Regions from separate parts of the Mus musculus genome. Here all the other regions are linked to region 1. A link is a contact called in public Hi-C, HiChIP or PLAC-seq and promoter capture Hi-C data. All regions are on one chromosome and are shown on one strand. Each heading gives the region's core, a stretch centred on a gene start, on an enhancer-like site or on the middle of the called end of the contact. The rest is flanking DNA. Distances are from core to core; before and after follow the strand shown.

Region 1 (2,837 bases), core at 146-2,645:
AGGGCAAGTGAGTTCCCCTTGCAGGCAGCTCCCTTTGATACACACTGACAAGAAAAGACGGGGCCCTATGTGGGGTTGGGTGAGACCCACCCTAGACTAGGGACTGGTATACAACCCATCAAGGCCAGTAGCACAAAGCAGAGAGCTGTGGACCATCACAAGAGGGTTCAGGCTGCCATGTGTGAGGCGGGGAGCATGCCCTGATTTCATAGACTACTTGGACCAGCATGGCTTCTCCACACACACACACCCCCCAACTGAATCTTGGGTGGGACAGGCCAGGCTCCCCGGCTCCTAAGGCTCTCAGCTCCTTTCCTGCTCCCGCCTCTCAGGACCTTGGGACCTTGCACTGGAGATTCCCCGCTATGCTCTGAGCACACAGTCTAGGCTATGCCCATCGCTGTTGAACACAGAACAGCATTTAACAGTTAACAAATGCTTCTCTCTCTTGTTTGTTTATCCTCAGAACAGGTATGAGTAGAAAGCAGGGTAATTTCTCATCGCTTCCTTGGTTGCAGGACTGGCTGAATCCAGCAGTAGGGAACCAGGGTTTTCTAGCCCTAGTTAGAGCCTTTTTCTCTTTCTGAGCCTCAGTTTCCTAACTGTGTTGGCTCACATGCTCTCGCTGGCTGGCATTCATTTGATTCCCAGGCTGGTGCTGTGCCCAGTGCACCAGGGTTTAAAGTCCTGCCTGTGGCTCTTCTGCAGGCTCCTTTCCTTTTATATCACACACTGCCAACTTCCTGGCATCCCTAGAGAATGGTTGCTTAGGAAGTTACCTGCAGGTGTGGTGCAGTTGGCAAGGAAGTTTATTCCAGGTGAATGTAAATCTAGGGGGCATTCCAGGGGGTGTAAATCTAGCCCCGCACTCTGCTGGCCTGGCTGGAGGTGGTGGGAACAGACAAGGGCTGTCAGAGTGGGCTGGGACTGAGGCCTGGCAGATGCACTATTGGTTCGGCAAACTGTATTTTCAGTCCTGGCGGAGGATCTGGTCTCTAGAAGCAAAAGGAGACAAACTCAGCCCTGGAGCCGGCAGCCTGAGGTCACCTTGTGGGTGTCTTAGACTGTATCTCTGCTTCTCTGTTCTTTCTGTTATCTCTCCCTTTCTGAGCCACCTCAGATTCCCCCACCTACACCCCCCCACGTCTTTCTGAATCTCAGGATCAACCTTTCTCTTGATCTAGAAGCACTTTCAAAGGACTTCCGGCTCAGTGTGTAGGGATGGAGGGCGGGGCACAACGCACGAGCCGATTACGCTGCCAGCGGCAACCGGCAGGGGACGCTAGCGAACAGGTTCCGAGGGGGCGCGGCGGAGGCGTGGAGGGGGGCGTGGTCTCGAAGCCAGCCGACCAATAAAGGCGGCGGCGCGCGGCCTAGGTATCGCTTCCTGGGTCGTACGACCTTGCCTGTGTCTGCTCTGAGTTCTTCCGCGCGCCCTCGCCCGACCCGCGACAGCGATGCTAGCGCTGCGTTGCGGCCCCCGCCTGCTCGGTCTGCTCTCCGGCCCGCGCTCCGCGCCGCTGCTCCTCTCCGCGACCCGTACCTGCAGCGACGGCGGAGCCCGCGGCGCGAACTCTTCCTCCGGGAACCCGCTCGTGTACTTGGACGTGGGCGCCGATGGACAGCCGCTCGGCCGCGTGGTGCTGGAGGTGAGGCTTGGACATTTGGAAAACCTGGACTTCCCGGGCCCTGTACTGTGCCTGGCACATCAGGTGACCTTGAGCCTCAGTTTCCCTCTCTCAGAAGAGGCGGCATCAGCTTGGTCCGTTCGGGGCTTTTCAAAACCCTGGGGGGTGTGGAGGAAAAGGTCAAGGTCAGATCGTACTGAGTGACAGCCCACTGACCGGCCTGGACCGACGTTGGGCTTCCTAGACCCTCTGCGTCCGAGGTTGGACCCAGAGCTCTGGGGTGGGTAGCTGAGGTCCAGGTGTTGCCAGGTGCTCACGTGGTGGCCTGAGCGCACTCCGGATCCGCCCCCAAGGCCTGGTTGCCTAAGAGGAGACACAGGGAATGCAAGTGAGAAGGTTCTGGCTGCCCAAGCCCTCTCCATTCCCTGAGATTTGACCCTTAAAAAGAAAAGTAGGAAACAGACACCAAGGTTATCAGGAGGCCATCCCAGGAGCCTTTAGGCTGTTCTGCTTTGAACAAAGGTACCAGTTAGACTGCCGATCTACTGGGGGAGGGGAGCTGGCATTTTTTATTATGCCTCATTTTCCTCGTTTGGAAAATGAGGAGTACCTCCCCAACTCTGTTTGGTGAAGAGGGATTCTTAAGAGAAGTTGAGAGGCATGAGGCAGGCTTGGATGACGGTCCCCTCCTTCCCTTCTGTGAGCCTCAGTTTCCCCCAGCACTGAGGAAGGTCAGCTAATTCTAATGTGATACTTACTCTTGGTCCAGGGACTCATGCCGAGGGCCTCCAGCTGACATTTCTGTCCCGGAAGTGGGCCAGGATGGCACTAGTTTCTTCGGATAAGAAACTAAGGCTGTCTCAAGCAAGCTTTGGTTGGGTTCAGGAAGCAGCTGGCAGAAACGATAGTGGCTTTGGCAGTTCCGAGGAGGGTTGGTGGTCATGGAAGGGAATGGCCCTGTTCTTCTTTGTCATGATGCCCTGGCCTCTGGGTGTGAATGGTGAGGGGGATCTTTTTTGCACCTGCTTCTGGACTGACCATCCTTTTCTGTTCCTTTTCCTTCACCATAGTTAAAGGCAGATGTCGTGCCAAAGACTGCAGGTAAGGCTTACGTGGAAAGTGAGCCCGGCAAGGCTGGTGGGCTTGGCATGGAGTTAGGACTTAGATTATGACCATATGGGAGTCTCAACCTAAGCACAGCTGATGAGT
Region 2 (2,837 bases), core at 137-2,636, 960 kb before region 1:
GTGATGACAATCAAATTCTAATGTCTTGGAGCAAGCAAGATGGCTCGTTGGGTAAAGGTACTTGCTGCCAAGACTTATGACCTGAGTTGACCATGATGGAAGGAGAGAACTACTTTTCTAATATTGTCCTCTGACCTCCACACACATACTCTGGCATGTACACCCACCCCTACCCACACCCCACCCTGACACATATCATCACCTCCCATACAAAATAGTTGCAATTAAAAATTTAAAAATATTCAACCTGAGTCTTGGAGAGAACAAACCATGTTCTAGGCCATGTCCCAGGGACACACAGCTGGCCTCCTCGACAAACTTTGACTTCTAATTGTTAGTCCTCCTTGGCCCTGCTGAAGGCTAATGTTCCTATCCATTCTCCTGTCTGGCCCTGTCCTGTCCTGTCCCCCTCCCTCTGAGGCTGGTGGCTGGCTCTCAAGTTATACCTGAATCTGTTCTCTGTTCTATTCAAACTCTTCCCAGTCTGGCCATCTGAGCTCTATAATAGCACCCTATGAACAAAGCTATGCAAATAAAGAGACGTGGGCTCTTGGGGTGAAGTTTCTCCTGCTCTCCAAGACACTCTCTTCCTTCTGGTAAATCTCCCTTATTGGAAAGATATAGAATGTTGTTTACTTCTTGACACGAGGAAGAAAACAGAATGAAATGTCTCCAAGGGGCCAGGGATTGTACAGCTCACCTTATCTGACCCTTGGAGGAAGAATGCCTGCATCTACCTTACAGAAAAGGAACTGAGGTTATAGAGTTCACAGAACTTATGCTAAGTCAGGCCGAAGACTCAAGTCCACAGACATGACACTATCATCCTCTCTGTGTGGGTACCCTGCTTTGGGTATGTAGCTGTGTTCCTATGGCAAGGATGTGAACAGATCTGATCTGAAGACCACTGTTTTCCTTCCAGCCTCTGTCCATTGCAGACATAGTACACAGATTTTGGAGGCTGTAAAGTTGGGTTTGCCCAGAAACACACCAGAGAGGCAGGTATGCAGGCAGCCTAAGATGGACCAGAAGGGTAAGGCTTTCGTCTGGACTAGAAGGGTAAGGCCTCCTTTGCTTCTTTTTTCTTCTCCCCTTGGCTCAAAGAAGTATGGCTTGGGTTTTGCAAAGCCAAGCTGAGGACTTTTGCCAGCCTTCAGGCTGCTTAGCCCCATTCAGATGCATCAAACTCACAGAACATCTCTCCCCAGCTGCAGGCTTATGGAATAGGAAAACCACTCATTTCCCTTCGAGAGAGAGAGGGAGAGGGGCGCCCAAAGCAGATATTTCAATATATTCCAATTTAGCCAAGGGAAGCCAGAACATGGATGTTGTTGCCAAGGAAACCACCTCCTTCCTCCCAGTGTGCTGTGCATACGTGTATCACTCCATCTCTTGGCTCTCCAAGGTAATATCATAGCCCTGTGCTTGGGGGAGGGTTTTTAAAAAGGCATATAAAACCTCTTAGCATTGAGAAGATTCATTAAATGACCTCACTCCAGAGAAGCTTAAATTATTCTTTTTAGAGCTTTTTATGCTAGAGACAGGGAAATGGCTGAGTCAGTCCTATCTCTTGTAATCCCAGCTCAGTGTGGGTGGAAAGGATTTTTCAGAAACAAACAAATCAGTGTAGGGAAGTGCACACACACACACGTGTGTGTGTGTGTGTGTGTGTGTGTGTGTGTGTGTGATAATAAGAAAGCTGATTTATAGCTTCAATGTCACCAGCTAATTCATCCGAGAAGATCTGCTAAGACCACCTTGATCCACAGCCCTCCTGGGTGGGAGAATACACTTCACGGAGCTGGCCTCAAAGCTGAGAGAGGGGGCAGCTTTGCAAGGCCACCTGTCAAAGAATCCAAGAACTGCATGGGGATTTCTGTTGTTCAATCTACCGAGCCTTGGGCTTTTATTTTATTTTATTTTGTCCCTGGCTGGTGTCTGGTCTGAATCTCCTCTCACCTTCTCAGTCATGCCTGCCCTGTGGTCTGTGGTCTGCTGTTAACGTTACTCCAACACCACCACCACCACCAGGCCAACCCAACGCCAACTCCATTCTCCCCTCTCATCACAGAGCTCCGAAGCTGCTCAGCATCCTTTCTGCCCTTCCGAGCTTCTGGTGCTGGGACAACCCCTGCCCACTGGACATATAGATAAATATTGGGGTTCCTCTTTCAGTTAGTGACATAAGCTTAGGATTTTGTTTTACATGTGAGAGAGGGTCCTGGGGGCAATTTTGGATGTGATAGCATAGAAGATGAACATTTGCATCTGGAGGGCCTCAGAGACCCAGATGTTGCCACCCAGGACACCCCTACAGCTCGTAGTTATTCACCCCTAAACCCAACAGTGTCAAAGCTGAGAGACACTGGCTTCTTCCCATCCACTTTGTTCACTCGTTTAAAAAATGACTTATTTTATTTCATGTGTATGCATGTGTGTCTGGTTGCATGTATGCGTGTTACATGCAAGCAGGTGTCTGTGGAGGTCAGGAGAGGGTGTTGGATCCCCTGGAGCTGGAGTTACAGGAGGTTGTGAGCCACTGATGTATGGGCTGGGAACCAAGCCTGGGTCCTTGGCAAAGGCAAGCAAGTGTTCTCAACTGTTCTCCCTTCTCTCAGTCTACTTACGCTGCACCAGCCTGTCAGCCCACGTCTAGAGACAAAAACTGAACAAGATGGATACCATTTTGCCGTTTTCTCGTTAGAGCCCATAATTAGGACTGGGACAGTCATCTGTTTTGGTCCTGGCTGGCCCAGTGCTGAGATCTTCTTACAGCTTATGGTGACTCATCCTAGCTCGTGGGTGGAGTAAGGGCCCTTTGCAGCCACCCTTCCAAG
Region 3 (2,837 bases), core at 155-2,654, 920 kb before region 1:
TAAGATACTGGCCTTCTGAGAGGCATCGTAGCCTGTTTAGGGACCCCAGGTTTGGAGGTTCGGATGAGGGTGAAGTGGAAAGGGCGACTCAGGACTTTTGGCTTCTGCATTCCGTCCCCACTTGGGGCTTCCTGGTTGGTTTATTTCTCCAGTTTTTCCAGGCTCAAGGCTCTGGTTCTCCCTCCCCACCCCCACCCCCCACCCCCATTGACTGGATATAATCAGATTATCTCTCTAGTAACCTGACCCCTCTGCCTGGCCTCAGGTCTCCCTTTCAAGGACTGTCCCCAGGGCAGTTTGGCAAGAATATCCTTGTATTTCAGAATGTACCCCCCCTCCTGGCCCCTGGGTGGGGGGCTGGGAAGTGGGTTTGGACAAAGGTCCTGTGTGTGCATAGGGACAATGGATGGGGGAGGTTACAGAAATGAGGTCACAGGCTTCTCCAGAGCATGAAGACTGGGGAAGGGGGATGTTTTGAATGCAAGCTGAAGAAATTGACCATCGTCATCCTCCTACCCTTAGTGACAGCAGAAGTTGTGATACCCTGAAATATCGGGTAGCCATTGTGTGCTGTATTTCCAGATGGATGGCAGGTCCAGAGAGCCCTGGATGCCTGGAGAGGAGCACTCAAGGCATAGAATGATGGAGGGCTTCCTAGCAGAGGTGGCCTGAGGCTGGGAGACAAAGACTAAAGCCCATGAGGGGAACAGAGTATTTCAAGGAGCCTGAGGATCCCTTTAGTGAGTGGCCAGAGAGGAGGCTGGTGGGAGAGCATCTGGCCCACCCCAGAGCCTGGCTTCTCCTCAACCAACCTTCTTTCTCTGCACAAGTCATGCTAGAACACAATCAATTGAAAAAAATACCCACGTAAGCCAAAAGATGCTCAGGGCTGTGTGTCCCCAAGTGGTAGCAGCAGGATTTGCACCCAGGTCTTTGGGGGCTTTGGGAACCTCAGTTCTTTTCTGGGCTTACACCCAAACTTCAGCTGGGAGTGTGTGAAAGACCTTTGGAGACTCACAGGTCTCAAGAGGCAGGACAAGGTGAGGGTAAGAGTGTTGGAAAGTAAGATAGGCAGGAAGTCAGATGGGCAGATGGGCGGTGGGATTCACTCGGCCAACTGAATCTGCCTCCTTTCAGCTTACCTTCTTCCTCTCTAAACCAGGCATATGGAAGTATCCATATCCTGGAGCTATTGTGAGGATTAAATACAAATAGCTTACAATAGTGCCTGCTGCTGTGAATCTTAGCCATTGTGGTCCAGGATAGAGTCTGGAATGTAGTGGGCTCAGGTCTTGAGAGAGCACTCCACAGAAATAGCAAGACATATCATCCACGCCCTTCCCATGTTGGTGAATCTGCTCTTGAGTTGGCAGAACACTCCATGTTCTGCAGAAAGTGACTCATGCCCACCTCTGAATGGAAGAGTCCCTCAGCCTCCTCCTCCAACATACTCAGAAGCTGAGCTGCTTAGAGACTCTAAGGGAGCAAGTGAGCAGCAGGGTCCTACCAGGCTCCTGAGTGCTAGCTCAGGGTCTCTTGGCTCTGAAACAGGTACTTTCTTTCTTGCAGACAAACAAAAGCCTCATAGAGCAAGCAGTGTTTGGGCACTCTTATTTGCAATTGCTAATGAGAATCAGGGCTGTTCTCCCTCCAAAGCCTCAGTCTCTTTTTTAATGTTTCTAGAAACATGGGATGATCTTCCTGCCACGCTGATGAAATATTAGCCATTATTTCTCTGTTAGTTCCCACTGGGAGTCAGTTCCTGACAAGGGGCGCCCAGAGCTCCGGAAGCTGGAGAAAGCCTTGTGTGATTTGTGTGAACCTTGCTAACATCTCTGCTCTAAGCAGAGGGCTACACCCAACAGAAAATGGCTTCATCTTCTCTTTCCACACCTGGCTTGCTGCCCAGCTGAGCTTTCTCCACTCAGGGAAGTGAAACAAAGAGCCTCCACTGTGGTCTTAGCGCCTCACCCCTGCTGCACAGGTCACAGGTCTGAGGGTACTTTTTCCATGAGCAATGGCCACTTCTCTCCTGGAAGCCTACTTCTTAGCCTAATCTAAGGTTGTCATTTCCCTAGATTGTTCCATGGACATCTTAACTGGCCTCACCACTTCCACCCTCCGCTGTGGGCACAGAAGATATCTTTAGGATTCCTCTTTAAGGAGCATGTGTCCCTTTCCCTGTCTGTGGGTTCAAATCCAAGGTCAACTGATTCTGGAGCAAACATACTTGGAATAAACGTCAGATCTACTCTGGACATGGGTTGTCTTTTTTGTCCTCACTGTTTCTGGAAAAAACACAGTGTCGTAGCTCTTCCCACAGCACTGAGCACTGAGGCATCTGACTCTGTGTGCCAAGGAAGGTTTGACAGGCTATATGCGAACACTGCAGCACTTTAAACAGTTGCCTGAACTCTGCCAAGCTTTGTATCCAGTCGGGACCCAGAGAGGACCCAGAGCATCATGGATAACAAAAGAAAACAAGTACCACTTTGCAGTTTCTGTGAAACTGGGAATTAAATCTATGTTAGGCAAATGATCTACCACTGAGCTATATTCTCAGCTATTTTTAAGGTTCTTTGGTTTTTGTTCAGGGTCTCGTGTAGACTAGGGTCACTTCAAATTTACTATGGAAGAGAGGATGAGTCTGTAAACTTCTGATCCTCCTGCCTCTATTTCCTGAGAAATGGGATTACCAGAATACCACTACATCCAGTTTCATGTGGTACTGGAGACAGAACCTACGGATCCCTGTACGCTAGATATCATAGTTAAGGTTTCTCTTGCTGCAACAAAGCAACATGGCCAAAAGTCAAGTTGGAGAGAAAAGGATTGAT
Region 4 (2,837 bases), core at 213-2,712, 870 kb before region 1:
GGTAATTTCATAACAAAAGGTTATACAAAGAAGCGTTCCTGTGACTACACAGCACACAGCCTGAGACAAGTATATTAGCCTGGGAACAAAGTCTACTCAGCATCACCTTGATGTTAGATTTCTGGTCACTGGCATTGCGGGAAATAAATCACATTCTTGAAATACAATCTATGGTTGTGTTTTGATAGCAGACTACACTAAATAGTAGGGACCTCTGTTCAACCACTGGTACAGAGAAGCCAGCAGCAGAAGAGACCAAAGGTTTTACCCCTTCCCCAAGGCCTCAAAAGGGTTCTTCATTTTTTAGCAGGCAAGGTGTTTCCCTCGGGATGGGCTCTCATATAGCCCAGGCTGATCTCAACCATGAAATGTAGACAAGGCTGATACTGAAACTCCCAGTCTTCCTTCCTCTATCTTCCCATTGGTATGATAACAGGCACTTACCATCATGCCCTATTGGTATGGATTTCTCTTGTGGGTTCCAGCTGGTTTTACTGATCTGGGAATCGGGTGATATGTCAGAATCTCTTTGAGTCTTGGGATTCCCCAGTAGCTCTTGGACCGTGCTCACTGTATTCCATCTACCAGTGGTGAACTCGGAACCATCAGGCAAAGTTATAGCAGTGGACGGCATCTATCTGCATTCATGGAGCCTGAGCCTCAGCAGACTTTGACTTCTGACCTCTGCAGGGAAAAACCAGGCCTGTGGAAAAGGCTGATCTATGCTGTAGTTATCTGTCTCCCAGGATTAGAGGGCCAAGACAGAGGAGGTAGTTGTAAATCATCTAGAGTATAGTAAGTCAGAAGGTCCTTCCAGACCTTTCCATTCCTTTGGCAAGACTGAATGCAAAGAGAGCCCCGTTTCATGCTGAGGATGGGAGGGGATGACTTCTAAGAGCTAGGGGCCTTGCCACTTAAGCAAAAGACAACCCCTGCCCCTCCTCCCCACAATCCAGCTCCCCGCCCCCAGCCCCGGCCTCCCCTGGCATCTATAATTCCGTTTGTTGTGCTCGCAAACACCGTGTTGGAAGATTTCATGCTAATGAAAGGGTTTCTTGATTAGGTTACACTGTTACTGTAAATGTTCCCTCATTATCTATGTTATGGTAGGAATTTGAAAAAGTATAAATTGAGCGTCTTGCATAATTTATAAAACTTGAATGTTTCCTAATTAGTTCGGTTAGGTTAATGATGGTGCCTGGCGTCACTTCTTCCTGGTCTCTGCTAATGACCTTTCCCCTCGTCTTGCTGTCTTTCCCTCCCCACCACCAGCCCCTCCCCCATGTCCCCAACCACCAGCTTCCAGAGTGGCCTCCTCCATCAGGTGGGAGGAAGCAATGCCTTTGCAAAAATATGAATAGCTCCTTTTTCTCTCTCTCTTTCTCTTTCTGCATCTGCCACCCCGCCTCCAGGCCAAGAGGCAGCCTGCTTGAGGTCGGCCAGCTAGAAATCTGGTGCAGGCCAATCCCCCAAGAATGCCTGCCGTGAAGTGCATTCCGTTAGCTTTTGCTTAGAGACTGGCCTCTATTAACAGCCTGAGAAGGGAAAATGCTGGAGGAGGTGGGGGAGGGAGAAAAAAAAACCCTCTCCAAAGGGTTCTAAAATAACATTTGCATCCCCAAGTAATTCCCAGCTCTCCCTGGCAACCATTCATTTCTTCCAAACAGCAGAAATTTGCAATATGAAAGTGGATTGGCTTCTCCCTCCCTTGGGGCCCCTGTATCTCTTCATCCAGCGCCTTGGGTAAAAAGCAATGCATACGTTTACAATATAAATGTGATTTAATCGACCTCCCTGTCAGGGAGAAATGGCAAGCATATCAAACAAGACCAAGATGTTAGAAAGAAAAATCATAAATTATTCCTGTGACGAGTTTCTGAGCCGCCTCCTGGACTACTAGATGATGCTATATAAGGCTCTTCCTTGAAACGATAATTAAGATAATTCTGTATGACAAGGAGAAAAATGTCCAGCTTTGTATGAAATGTGCTTCGTGTTAGCAAGCTGAATGCTTGGTATTGATTACTCTCTCTGCACCCTCCCCACAACCCCACCGCCTGAGATCCAAGGCTAAAATTAATTGAACGATGAAACATCTCATCTCTTGAATCCTTATTTACCGAACATGCTTCCTAGAAGCCATGCAAAGTGGGCTGGCCTCTAATTCTCTAAATTGATCTCTTCCTTTGGCGGTGTCTGGGAGACCACGCACATGTGTACAAATGCACGCACGCGCACAACCCCCCCTCCTCTGAGTGCCCATTGTTCTCTCTGGAAGGCACCACATTCCCCAAGGAGGCAGGTTTGATGGACATATCAGTACAGCAGAGTCCTAACTCTTCTGTTAGGAGAGCACCATGGGGCTCTCCTACAAAAATGTGCCCAGTGCCTGAGGTCTCTAACGGAGACAGCTGCAAATAGGACCTATATTACTCTCTCTGGCCCTTGCAATCTACAAAACTACATCTGGCTCCTGTCTAGCCTAGCATTGATCCTCCCCTCCCCCTCCCCAAACCCTCCAGTGTGTAGTAGGGGCCAAGAGAAGCCACAGTTTCTCCTCTCCCATTCTGTCTGCTGTATCCTAGGCAGTCATTTCCTCCTGTGACAGGCACCAGGCAATTCTGGGCTGAGAGAAATGCTTTATGGGCTCGGCTCTGCTGGCTTTCCAGGGCTCTATTTCATCCTGACTGCAGTGCTGCCGCAGTGGTGCTGGGCCTCAGCTAGTTAATCCACTATGGGTGTCTGCTGCAGAGCTCTTGTGTCTCCAGTCTGGGAAGATAGCAGGGGCTGATGGCAAGGGCCAGACAGCAACCAGGCTGGGGCTAGAATGAATTCAG
Region 5 (2,837 bases), core at 117-2,616, 840 kb after region 1:
AAAGGAAAGGAAAGGAAAGGAAAGGAAAGGAAAGGAAAGGAAAGACTGTCAAACACTATAGCGACATTACCTTGCTCGTCTTGTGATCAAACCAGACGAGGGCATGGTTCCTTGACAGCACTTTGCAATCAAAGGTGGCATTATTCTGCGCTGGTCGACAGCGTGCCACCGAGCGGCCGATCTTGATGGGCTCGTCCAGGTAGACATGACGCTCCTGAAACGGGTGCGAGTTCGGGCGGCAAGTGAAGATGGCCAAGGCTGACGGCATCGAGGACAGGCTGGGGGGTGTCTGGACCAGGGACAATGAGGAGCTCCTCCAGGTTCGGAATGCTCTTCTCAAGCCTACACCCCCTAACCCCCCAAAATTTTTAAATTAAAACAAACTGCGCATTGTCTAAGCATAACCAGTGAACATCAACAACTCTTCAATTGGGCAGGAGGACAAGCCAGCGCAAGCCCCATCACCTCCTTTAAAATACAGAGGCACCTTGACCAAAAAAAGTCCCCAACTAGCAGCTTTCAGTCCATCTTCCCTAGGAAGAAAAGGCTCAAACATTGGGCAGCTTCGGCCAAGAAAACTCCTGGAAGACAGTTTGGGGACAGGAGGTATCCGAGCAGATGAGTCACACACCAGTTCTTGTGTTTTGTTTGAGATCCCGGCCGCTTGTCCCCTTCGGTAGCGGAAACGGTGCAGCACTGCAGCATGAAGAGGGTTGACTCGCGCAGCCAGGAAGGTCCTTCGGGGCTCAAGGAAGAGGCGCGGAGGACCTCCGGGCAGCCACCGCGGGGCCTCGGGGCTGAGAAGAGGTGCGGGGACGGACGAGGAGGACTAGAGGGCCAGCGGGCCGGGCTGCATTGCCCTGCTGCGCCGAGGCCGCCCGGGAGTGGCAGGGGTCCCCGGCCCAGCGTGAGCCGAGGCTGCGATCCCGGGCTGGAGGCGTGGGAGGGCTGCCGGGGCACGGGCGGCGTCTGGGTCGCGAGTCCCGGGCACCTGACGGGTGTCCCCGCGACCAGGGCGGGGACCCGGCTCTGCAGGCCGGTGCGGACAGAGCGAGGAGCTACCCCGGGGAGGCTCGGGCGACCGGGCGGGCGAGCGGGCCGACGGGCGGGCCGGCGGGAAGTTGGTTTCTCGGAGCTCTCGGGCTCTGCTGCTCAGCACATGGGCCACCTCCCCTCAGGAGCGTCCTCGCGAGGGTCGCATCGCAGGGACTGGCGGCTCCCGCAGGACGACGGGGTGGGGGAGGGAGGCTGGCCCGGAGGTGGAGGGAGAGGCCTGGAGGCCGGGGCTGGGTCCGCCGCAGCCTCCTCCACTCGCAGCCAGTGCGGCAAGCTCAGGCGGTGGCGGACGAGGCAGGAAACTTTCCGACCTAGGCGGGGAGACACCAAAACAAACGGCAGTCAGGGACCGGCGCCCGCTCGCCTCAGCCCTCGCCCCCTTCAGCCAGCCCCCGCCAGTCCCCGGCCGCTGCCTCCGACCTCGGGCGACCTCTCCTTGCTCAGGCTACGGGATTCCGGAGCCAGGACGGAACGTCGGCTCCTTCCTCCCTTGCCGCCACCGCCGCCACCACCTCCGCCGCCGCCTCAGCTTACCTTGCCAGCGTTGGCCGCCATAGTGACTCTGACTGAAACCTACCGGGTGCACCGCCACGGGAACGCGCACCCTTTTCAAGGGCCCTCCTCCGCCGGCTCCCGTGCCGTAGATAGGGGGTATCATGTGATTGACGCCGTGGAAGCCATGTTTGTCACTGGCAGGGAAGAAGGCAAGCTTATTTTTAACATGACCCCTGGCGCCATCTTTGTTAAGGGCCAGAAGCTTCAAAGCTCCAGACAACCTTAAGGGCCATTTTGGTTAAGGGCAAGAGAAACTTTGAGGGGTTGAATGTTTCAAAAGCACACACAGCGGCAACATATGAATAAGAAAGTACCTACAAGTACCTACGTGTACTAAGTGTGTTTACTACAGTTCTCACTGAAAATACTAACACGTGCGGAGAATAATTCCATGCAAAGGACATACTCATTAGCAGTCATCGTAGCTGTGGGCAACTGAGTCACTCACCACTGCTCTACAGATGACCAAATTCCACAAGTCCCTAGACTTAATGACACCTGAAGGACTTTCCTCCCTCTGCTAATTCACCGGGCTTTATGAATTCCATCCCAAATTCCTGTCCTTTTCACTGATGCGACTATGTTTCTCAGAACTCCTTCGTGGGTTCTAACGTGGAGAACAGAAAGTTGTGGGGGGTTTTTTGGAGTGGGGGAGGATTTTGTTGGGGTAATGGTAGGGTTAGTGACAGGGTTTCTCTGGCTGTCCAGGAGCCCTTTAAGTAGATCAAGCTGGCCTACAACTCAGAAATCTACCTGCCACTGCCTCCAGCGTGTTGGGATTAAAGGTGTGCGCCACCACACCCTACTTGAGACCAGAAAGTTTTAAAACACGTTTCCAAAGAGGGGTCAAGGTCGAAAGTTACTAATAGGAAAATACAGAGAATAACCCAACCAACAATCCTGAAGTCTGTGTTAAGCCTGGGAATTGCGAGGAGAAAGACCAGTATGTATGGAGTCATTGTTCCAAAGAAGAAAAAACCGTGGCTCGAGCTGAAAGAAAACCTTAGGAAAGACTGTAGAGAATCTTAATCTCTTCAAATCAGTGTTGACTTCATTCTTGAGATTCCTGTGACCACAGACTTCCCTGAGAAACGTTGGACATGGCTTTAAACTTCTTTAGGATACTTTTTCTCTTCTATAACATAATGACAAGACACAACCCCCTTGCAGAGAGGCTTTGTGGTGTCAAACCACATTAACAGTATTCATTTCATTGCTTCTGTAAT
Region 6 (2,837 bases), core at 106-2,605, 780 kb before region 1:
AAGTAGGTCCACAAGGCTCCACACACACCATGGGTGGAGGCCCTTAGTAGATGTTTTGGGGATAAAGCCTGGGAACCACTGAGTCAGATGAGGCCGAGCAAGCATCTTGAGAGCATTAAGTCTACTGCTATGTCTCACTGCTGTCCTGGGGGTTGTGGCATCCAAGGCCCTCTAACTTAATTTATCCCAAGCTGCCCCTTCCCTTGGCAGCACAACAAATATCATTTGTTCGCCAGCAGCTTCCCCTTGGGAAATGAGGCTCTTGTTCTGGTTGAAAAAGGTACCCTGAGAAGAATGAGCAGATGAAGGCACAGGGATGGGACACAGGGATGGGCACAAGAGATGCTTCTGGCAGAGATGCCTGTGTTCAGATTATAAAGGGAATGAGGCATAGAGGTGGGAAAGGTTCAGTAGTGCAGGTGGGTGCTACAGTTTTGATCTATAATTTTCTCCAAGGCCAATGAATTGAAGGGTTAGTCCTCAGCATAGAGCTAACTAGGAGGAGGTGGCACCTTTTTGGAGGTCCCCCTAGTAAGGGACCTTTATGTCATTAGGGGTTATTTTTGGAGTTGGAGAGAATAAGAAACCCCTCTCTTTTCCTTTCTCTCTTACCCACGATTCAAGTGGTTTTGTTCCTTTATATGTTCCCACCACAACAGACTTCCACAGGCCCAAAGTAAGACATCTAAAGCATGAGCTAAGAGAAACCTTTTCTCTTTATATGTTGTTTTGTCTCGGGAACTGTTCTAACAGCAGAGAACTGACTGACACAGTGGTCACCCTTACTGGTAATGGGTGAGAATGGCACATGTCCAATTCGGCTGAGGCTGCTTCACTAAATTGAAAGGGGAACAGTGATGCATTAGGTGGCTAGATAGAGACACAATCTGTTTGTGGGGGCTAGAGATGGCAATGGCGGGCACAGGGCACTGTTTACAGACCTCTCCATTACTTTGGGGAACCCACTGTATTCTAATGAAGGCTGATGCCCAACAGAGTAAAGGCCTCTTTGCCAAACCCAAGGCTGAAGGCCACCCCTTCACAGAGGGTAGGTAGCATTCTTCCACACATTCCTTCCTGTCAGGCAAGAGGTGCCACAGGAGAGAGATGTCATTCTATTTCTAAGATTGTCTAAAGATTCCAAAAAGCTTCCGCTCAGCCCCAAAGCCAGAGGAGAAAGAGAGAGAAGTGTTTTCCAGGCCTGGGCAAACCTGGATGTGCGCAGCAGAGAAGGCAGGACTGTTAATTAAAACCCACCTGGGACTGTGCCAAATGGGAGAGAAAGACTTGGGACCAGGAGCCTGGGCGAAGAGAAGGAGGGAGGAGGTAGCGGTCTATTTATAAGCCACTTCTGGCACAGTCTGCCCAAGTTCTTCCAACTAAGGAAATGCTTGCATCCCTGTCTGAGACAGCATCTGATCACTGTGGCTCTGGTTGAAGACAGTTTTAGCCTTCTGCAGACACACGTAAAATCTACATCCGCTGTCCAGTGTGTGTGTGTGTGTGTGTGTGTGTGTGTGTGTGTGTGTGTGTGTGTGTGTAGGGGGAGAGAGTAGTAAAGTCCTTCTGTGGGATGCAGACTTCCCTGGAGGGTCAAGAAAAAGATGTGCCCAGAACTGGTCTGAGTCAGACCCCTGAGCATCTTTTCATACAGGCTCTGCCCTAATCTTGCTGCTGGACAGAATCTCCCATCCCGAGGGAGGGTCCACCAGACCCCTCCTCCTCTCACAGGCTACCAGGTCATTACCTCCTGAGTTCATTTTCCCCTGCTTGGTTTTATTTACTCTATGTCACACTGATTGCCCCAGGCCTGGCCCCCAGATACATCTTGGGTATATAATGGCATATTGGAGGTGAGAATAAGATACAGCTTTCTCTGCTGCCCTTGAATGCTTACACATATGCCTGGCTAGGAAGCCACCCCTCAAGGACATTGAGGTACATTCTGGAACCTCTCAGTCATTTTCAAGAGTAGAAATAATCCCCTTCTCAATACGTGAGCCATCAGTGTAGACCAGGCACAAGCTCTGTCCACATTTGCTTCAGAGCTACTTTCCCGACCACATGGGTGGCCTGGTGACAGGTGACAGGTGACACTGTATGTTTCTCTTTCTTACTATGTAGTTATAAATTTAGTTATGTCTCCCCTAACTAAGTGCATTGACACCCCCAGGTTTTTAGATGTGTCTAGAAGTTGAGGTCTTATAGAGTTGAGTCAGTTAAAATGTTGACTCTAAATGGGACACTGAGTCAGTCTAACTGACTCCTTGTATGAAGAGGAAGTGTGGACACAGGACAACAAGGAGGGAAAACATAGAGACGCTTAGAGAGGAGACATGGAAATGGGGCATGATGGAGTACTGCATCTCCCAACTGAAGAGCCCCTAGAACACCAGGCACCAGCAGCCAGGAAGGATTCTCCCTAGAGCTACAGTAAGCATAGCCTCATCAGCAACCCTGCTAGGACCTGTATCCTCCACAGTGGTGGGACTGTGTATATGTGTTGTTTGAAGCTAATCTTTGTGGGATCTCATTACAGCAGCCAAAGGGATAAATGAACATCTGTCTTTCCCCTCTGGTTTCCCAGGGCAGTCAAGAGAGGATGCTGTGGAGGAGGAGGAGTGCTTTCTACAAAGGTGTTGAGGTCTGTGCCTAAGCTACCATGATTTGAGGGGTACTGTGTTCTTATGGTCTCCTCCTGTCTCACACAGCCCAGGGCTCTACCAGTTGACTTTTTGTCCCTTCTTCTTGGCTCTGGGGAAGCCTGCACCCTCTCTCTACTACAACAGGGACCTACTGACTGCTTACTCCATCCCACCCACAGCTTGGGCTCTATT
Region 7 (2,837 bases), core at 209-2,708, 690 kb before region 1:
CTCCATGCGTGGCCTTGGAGAGAGCATGGCATGCTATGAACAGCTTTCTCGTCTGCAAACAAGGGGGCTGGACTGGCTGCTCTTTATTCTCAACCTCGCAGGCATCTCTCCTATGAGATGGGAAGGGGGGGTCTCCTCGGCTAAAGATCAGAGAGATTCTTGCTGTGTAAAACACTCCCTAATCAGCCTTATGTCAGGTCCCCGCCCCCCGACTAACCACAGTGACAAGTCCCAGGAGTGTACCTTGTCAGGCTGTGAATAAAGTTCAGGCAGCTTGGATAATTACCCTGACACCGCCTAGAGTTAGCTTCCCAGCAGCTCGGGAGCAGGCCCTCCTGATTATAGGAACACACACACTGTGGCTTTGGGCAGTTTCGGGCAGTACCACCTCCCCCCTCTCCCCCCCCCACCCCCAGGTTGCAGCCTCCTGCCTGGGGTCAGAGACTCTGATACGGTTCAGTTCCCTGGGGTCTCAGGAGCTAGGAAGGTAGCGTTCTAACTTGGCTGTAGGGTTATTTTCCAAACACATTTGTGAGTGAGGCCTTGTAAGCCTGTCAGACAACTCTGTGCTGTTCTCACCTGGCTCTTGGACCTGCTGTGCCAAGGCTACTCCACAGTCACATCCAGTCACGGCAAGGCAGCCAGCACAAGCTACGTAGGGTGTGCCCTCCAGATTGTTCAGCTACCCCGCCTCTGGTGTGTGCCTCATCTTCCCAGGCCCCAGGTCGCTCAGCTCACCATTGAGCCATGTGGATTCTTTCTTCACTCCTACTGTTTCTCTAGTCATTTCTACAGTGAAATAGGATGTATCCCTGTTCATCTTTCAGCTTTGTATTCCACCGTACCCTTACCCCTGCACCCCCCCCCCTCTCTCTGTGTGTGTGTGTGTGTGTGTGTGTGTGTGTGTGTGTGTGTGTGTGTGTGTGAATCAGTCTGTGATGTTCAGAAGACAGCAGTATCTGATCCCCTGCAATGCAGTTATTGGTGAATGTGAACTACCACGGTGTGGATGGTGGGAAGCAGACCTGGGTCCTCTGCAAGAGCAATCGGTACTTGTAAGTGCTGAGTCATCTCTGTACCTCCCCACTTAAACCTGAGTTCTGAAGGTCGAAGCTCTGGTCCTAATGCTTGCATAGGGAGTTTCATAGTCCTCTGAAGGGTTAGGAACCCACATTTTTACAGAGCCCTGGGCTACGTTCATCATACTAAATACAGCAGTGTGCTTTTGAACACTTTCTCCAACCTAGAACACTGAGTGCTAGATTGGCACACACACACACACACCACACACACACACACACACACACACACACACACACACACACACACTCAGTCAACTCTCTCTGTAGTCTGACACCAGATGAAGAAGTCCTGTGTCTTGCAGAGATGGGGACTTTCTCAAGGTGATAGAGAGAACAAGGACTCCTGTGTCTTAGTCCAGAGTCCATAAGCTTTCAAGTTTCCTGTATGCTCTGCACAGAGTTCAAAGGTCTGTCCCAGGCGGAGACTTTCGTCTGGAGTGAGAAGTAGAGTAAGGGCCTTTTTTACACTGTATCTCCAAAACAGAGGAAACATCCTGAGCACCTACAACCAGGAAATGCCAGCTAGGAGCTGCTGGGAATGTCTCCACACGTGCCTTAAGCCCATGCTCTTCCAAAATACCATGCTTTGGTTTCCTTCTTTAAGGAAAGCAATGCCTATTAAAAGCTCCCTTCCTCTGTAAGTAGGAGTAGCAAAGCTGGTATAACAGTCAAAATTCTGTAGGCAAAAACTGGGGGGAAGGGATAGAAATATTTTCTATTGCTGAGGAGGAAGGGTACATATGTGTTATGCATGCATTATAATGCTGGTGCCGGACCTCAGAGCAAGTTGGTAGGAAAAAATGTCTTTAGATTTACCTTATGTGCATGTGTGGTTGGTGTAGGGAGAGTTTCAAGTGTGGGTGTGAGTGTATGTGCACAGTACAGCATGTATCCTGAGATCAGAAGACAATGCTCTGTGCTGTCCTCGTGGGCTTTGCACCATTGCTTGAGGCTGGGTCTCTCACTGTCCTGTCCTCTCACCGACTAGACCAGGCTGCCCAGTTCGCAGCCCTCACTTCCAAGGGTCCTCCTGTCTCTACCTCCCCTCTCGAAATTGCCGTGATTGTAGGTGAGGGCTACCGTGTCTGGCTTTTTAAGTGAGTTCTGAGGTTGCACACTTAGGTCCTCAGGCTTGTGAGACAAGTGGTATGCAACTAACTCATCTCTCCGGCCCTTCTGCTTAAAAGATCGTCTTCTTCCCATCTTCTTTTCTCTTCCTCTTTTCTTCTTCTCTGACATCCAGATAGTTTCACAGGTCAGCTTCCCACTGAGCTGTGTTGGACGGCTTCTGTTCACTCGTGAGGAAGGGGTGCAGGACAAACGAGTCAGCAGAGTACCTAGGCTTGCAAGTTGCTCACTTCTGGGCTGCAACCCAGCTCTGCCACTGGCGAGCCCTTCGTTCTGCCTCTGCCAAGCAGCTCTGTGTCTCTGAACCTCCATTTTTCCCCATCTATATTGGGAATAATAATAGTTTCAGTCTCTTGGTGTATTTCATAAAATAGGGAAATAAGTGTAGGCAGTGGCTGGTATAGGACCACAATTAATCCACAAGTCCAAAATTAGCATTCTGGAAACTTGAAGCTTTAAAATAACTTCTTTGGCAAGGAAATCTGATCCCAACTGATGGAGAGAACTTGAATTGTTATGGTGGTGACTGAGGCTTCTTTCTTCAGAGTAGGATATACAGATGACTACATGTTTGACAGCAGAGTAATACCTTAGAAGTGCCAAGAGAGTTAGGTAACATAACACTCC

The links. Promoter capture Hi-C pulls out the DNA fragments that hold promoters and counts their contacts. Hi-C and Micro-C count contacts between places; a contact is called where the count stands out from the background. HiChIP or PLAC-seq counts read pairs in DNA pulled down with a chosen protein or histone mark.
Region 2: a contact with region 1 is called in a promoter capture Hi-C map of hippocampal neurons, with 4 times the contacts expected there. The contact joins the enhancer-like site here to the promoter of Ppif in region 1. A contact is called at or near these places in 13 of 39 promoter capture datasets (the 3T3-L1 cell line, 3T3-L1-derived adipocytes, cranial neural crest and 8 more), 1 of 15 datasets of contacts at CTCF or cohesin (pro-B cells) and 5 of 115 datasets of contacts at active chromatin or transcription factors (bone marrow-derived macrophages, embryonic forebrain, embryonic midbrain and 2 more).
Region 3: a contact with region 1 is called in an H3K4me3 HiChIP or PLAC-seq map of forebrain, with 6 times the contacts expected there. The contact joins the enhancer-like site here to the promoter of Ppif in region 1. A contact is called at or near these places in 10 of 39 promoter capture datasets (the 3T3-L1 cell line, 3T3-L1-derived adipocytes, the C10 cell line and 7 more), 2 of 15 datasets of contacts at CTCF or cohesin (large pre-B cells and pro-B cells), 6 of 484 Hi-C or Micro-C datasets (cerebellar granule neurons, cortical neurons, embryonic fibroblasts and 3 more) and 6 of 115 datasets of contacts at active chromatin or transcription factors (craniofacial prominence, embryonic forebrain, embryonic limb bud and 3 more).
Region 4: an H3K4me3 HiChIP or PLAC-seq map of forebrain shows a contact between it and region 1, with 3 times the contacts expected there. The contact joins the enhancer-like site here to the promoter of Ppif in region 1. A contact is called at or near these places in 4 of 39 promoter capture datasets (the 3T3-L1 cell line, cranial neural crest, liver and 1 more), 4 of 115 datasets of contacts at active chromatin or transcription factors (cardiomyocytes, forebrain, large pre-B cells and 1 more) and 1 of 9 other capture datasets (macrophages).
Region 5: a Hi-C map of CD8 T cells shows a contact between it and region 1, with 6 times the contacts expected there. The contact joins the promoter of Slmap here to the promoter of Ppif in region 1. A contact is called at or near these places in 4 of 39 promoter capture datasets (the 3T3-L1 cell line, cranial neural crest, pre-B cells and 1 more), 2 of 484 Hi-C or Micro-C datasets (CD8 T cells and embryonic stem cells) and 2 of 115 datasets of contacts at active chromatin or transcription factors (both in embryonic stem cells).
Region 6: a contact with region 1 is called in a Hi-C map of cortical neurons, with 2.7 times the contacts expected there. The contact joins the enhancer-like site here to the promoter of Ppif in region 1. A contact is called at or near these places in 2 of 39 promoter capture datasets (hippocampal neurons and liver), 1 of 484 Hi-C or Micro-C datasets (cortical neurons) and 2 of 115 datasets of contacts at active chromatin or transcription factors (embryonic stem cells and large pre-B cells).
Region 7: a promoter capture Hi-C map of second pharyngeal arch cranial neural crest shows a contact between it and region 1, with 5 times the contacts expected there. The contact joins the enhancer-like site here to the promoter of Ppif in region 1. A contact is called at or near these places in 10 of 39 promoter capture datasets (the 3T3-L1 cell line, the C10 cell line, embryonic stem cells and 4 more), 1 of 15 datasets of contacts at CTCF or cohesin (large pre-B cells), 5 of 484 Hi-C or Micro-C datasets (the HL-1 cell line and embryonic stem cells), 7 of 115 datasets of contacts at active chromatin or transcription factors (the SCID.adh cell line, astrocytes, bone marrow-derived macrophages and 4 more) and 2 of 9 other capture datasets (embryonic stem cells and embryonic tail).

What each region holds. Positions count from the first base shown.
Region 1 is chr14:25,692,775-25,695,611 of GRCm38.p6, forward strand. It overlaps Ppif (peptidylprolyl isomerase F (cyclophilin F)), which reads left to right and starts at 1,396. Exons shown (of 6, transcript NM_134084.1): 1 at 1,396-1,649; 2 at 2,699-2,729. The coding sequence starts at 1,458.
Region 2 is chr14:24,730,760-24,733,596 of GRCm38.p6, forward strand. The region is part of intron 1 of Gm31775 (a long non-coding RNA gene); the gene reads left to right. Among named protein-coding and RNA genes, the nearest start is that of Gm31838, 49 kb to the right of the region's middle. Within about 2 kb of position 1,387, at least 34 of the 459 cell types and tissues checked have an H3K27ac peak or open chromatin away from gene starts, as enhancers often do. A contact at or near this core is called in hippocampal neurons, where this site is marked.
Region 3 is chr14:24,770,452-24,773,288 of GRCm38.p6, forward strand. It overlaps Gm31775 (a long non-coding RNA gene), which reads left to right. Exons shown (of 3, transcript XR_874414.2): 3 at 2,079-2,258. Among named protein-coding and RNA genes, the nearest start is that of Gm31838, 9.2 kb to the right of the region's middle. Within about 2 kb of position 1,405, at least 50 of the 459 cell types and tissues checked have an H3K27ac peak or open chromatin away from gene starts, as enhancers often do. A contact at or near this core is called in cortical neurons, forebrain and hippocampal neurons, where this site is marked.
Region 4 is chr14:24,825,224-24,828,060 of GRCm38.p6, forward strand. The region is part of intron 2 of Gm32008 (a long non-coding RNA gene); the gene reads left to right. Among named protein-coding and RNA genes, the nearest start is that of Gm31951, 3.7 kb to the right of the region's middle. Within about 2 kb of position 1,463, at least 40 of the 459 cell types and tissues checked have an H3K27ac peak or open chromatin away from gene starts, as enhancers often do. A contact at or near this core is called in forebrain, where this site is marked.
Region 5 is chr14:26,533,258-26,536,094 of GRCm38.p6, forward strand. It overlaps Slmap (sarcolemma associated protein), which reads right to left and starts at 1,367. Exons shown (of 23, transcript NM_001310445.1): 1 at 71-1,367. The coding sequence starts at 268.
Region 6 is chr14:24,910,491-24,913,327 of GRCm38.p6, forward strand. No RefSeq gene overlaps it. Among named protein-coding and RNA genes, the nearest start is that of Gm41110, 21 kb to the left of the region's middle. Within about 2 kb of position 1,356, at least 29 of the 459 cell types and tissues checked have an H3K27ac peak or open chromatin away from gene starts, as enhancers often do. A contact at or near this core is called in cortical neurons, where this site is marked.
Region 7 is chr14:24,997,738-25,000,574 of GRCm38.p6, forward strand. No RefSeq gene overlaps it. Among named protein-coding and RNA genes, the nearest start is that of Gm41111, 16 kb to the left of the region's middle. Within about 2 kb of position 1,459, at least 36 of the 459 cell types and tissues checked have an H3K27ac peak or open chromatin away from gene starts, as enhancers often do. A contact at or near this core is called in hippocampal neurons and second pharyngeal arch cranial neural crest, where this site is marked.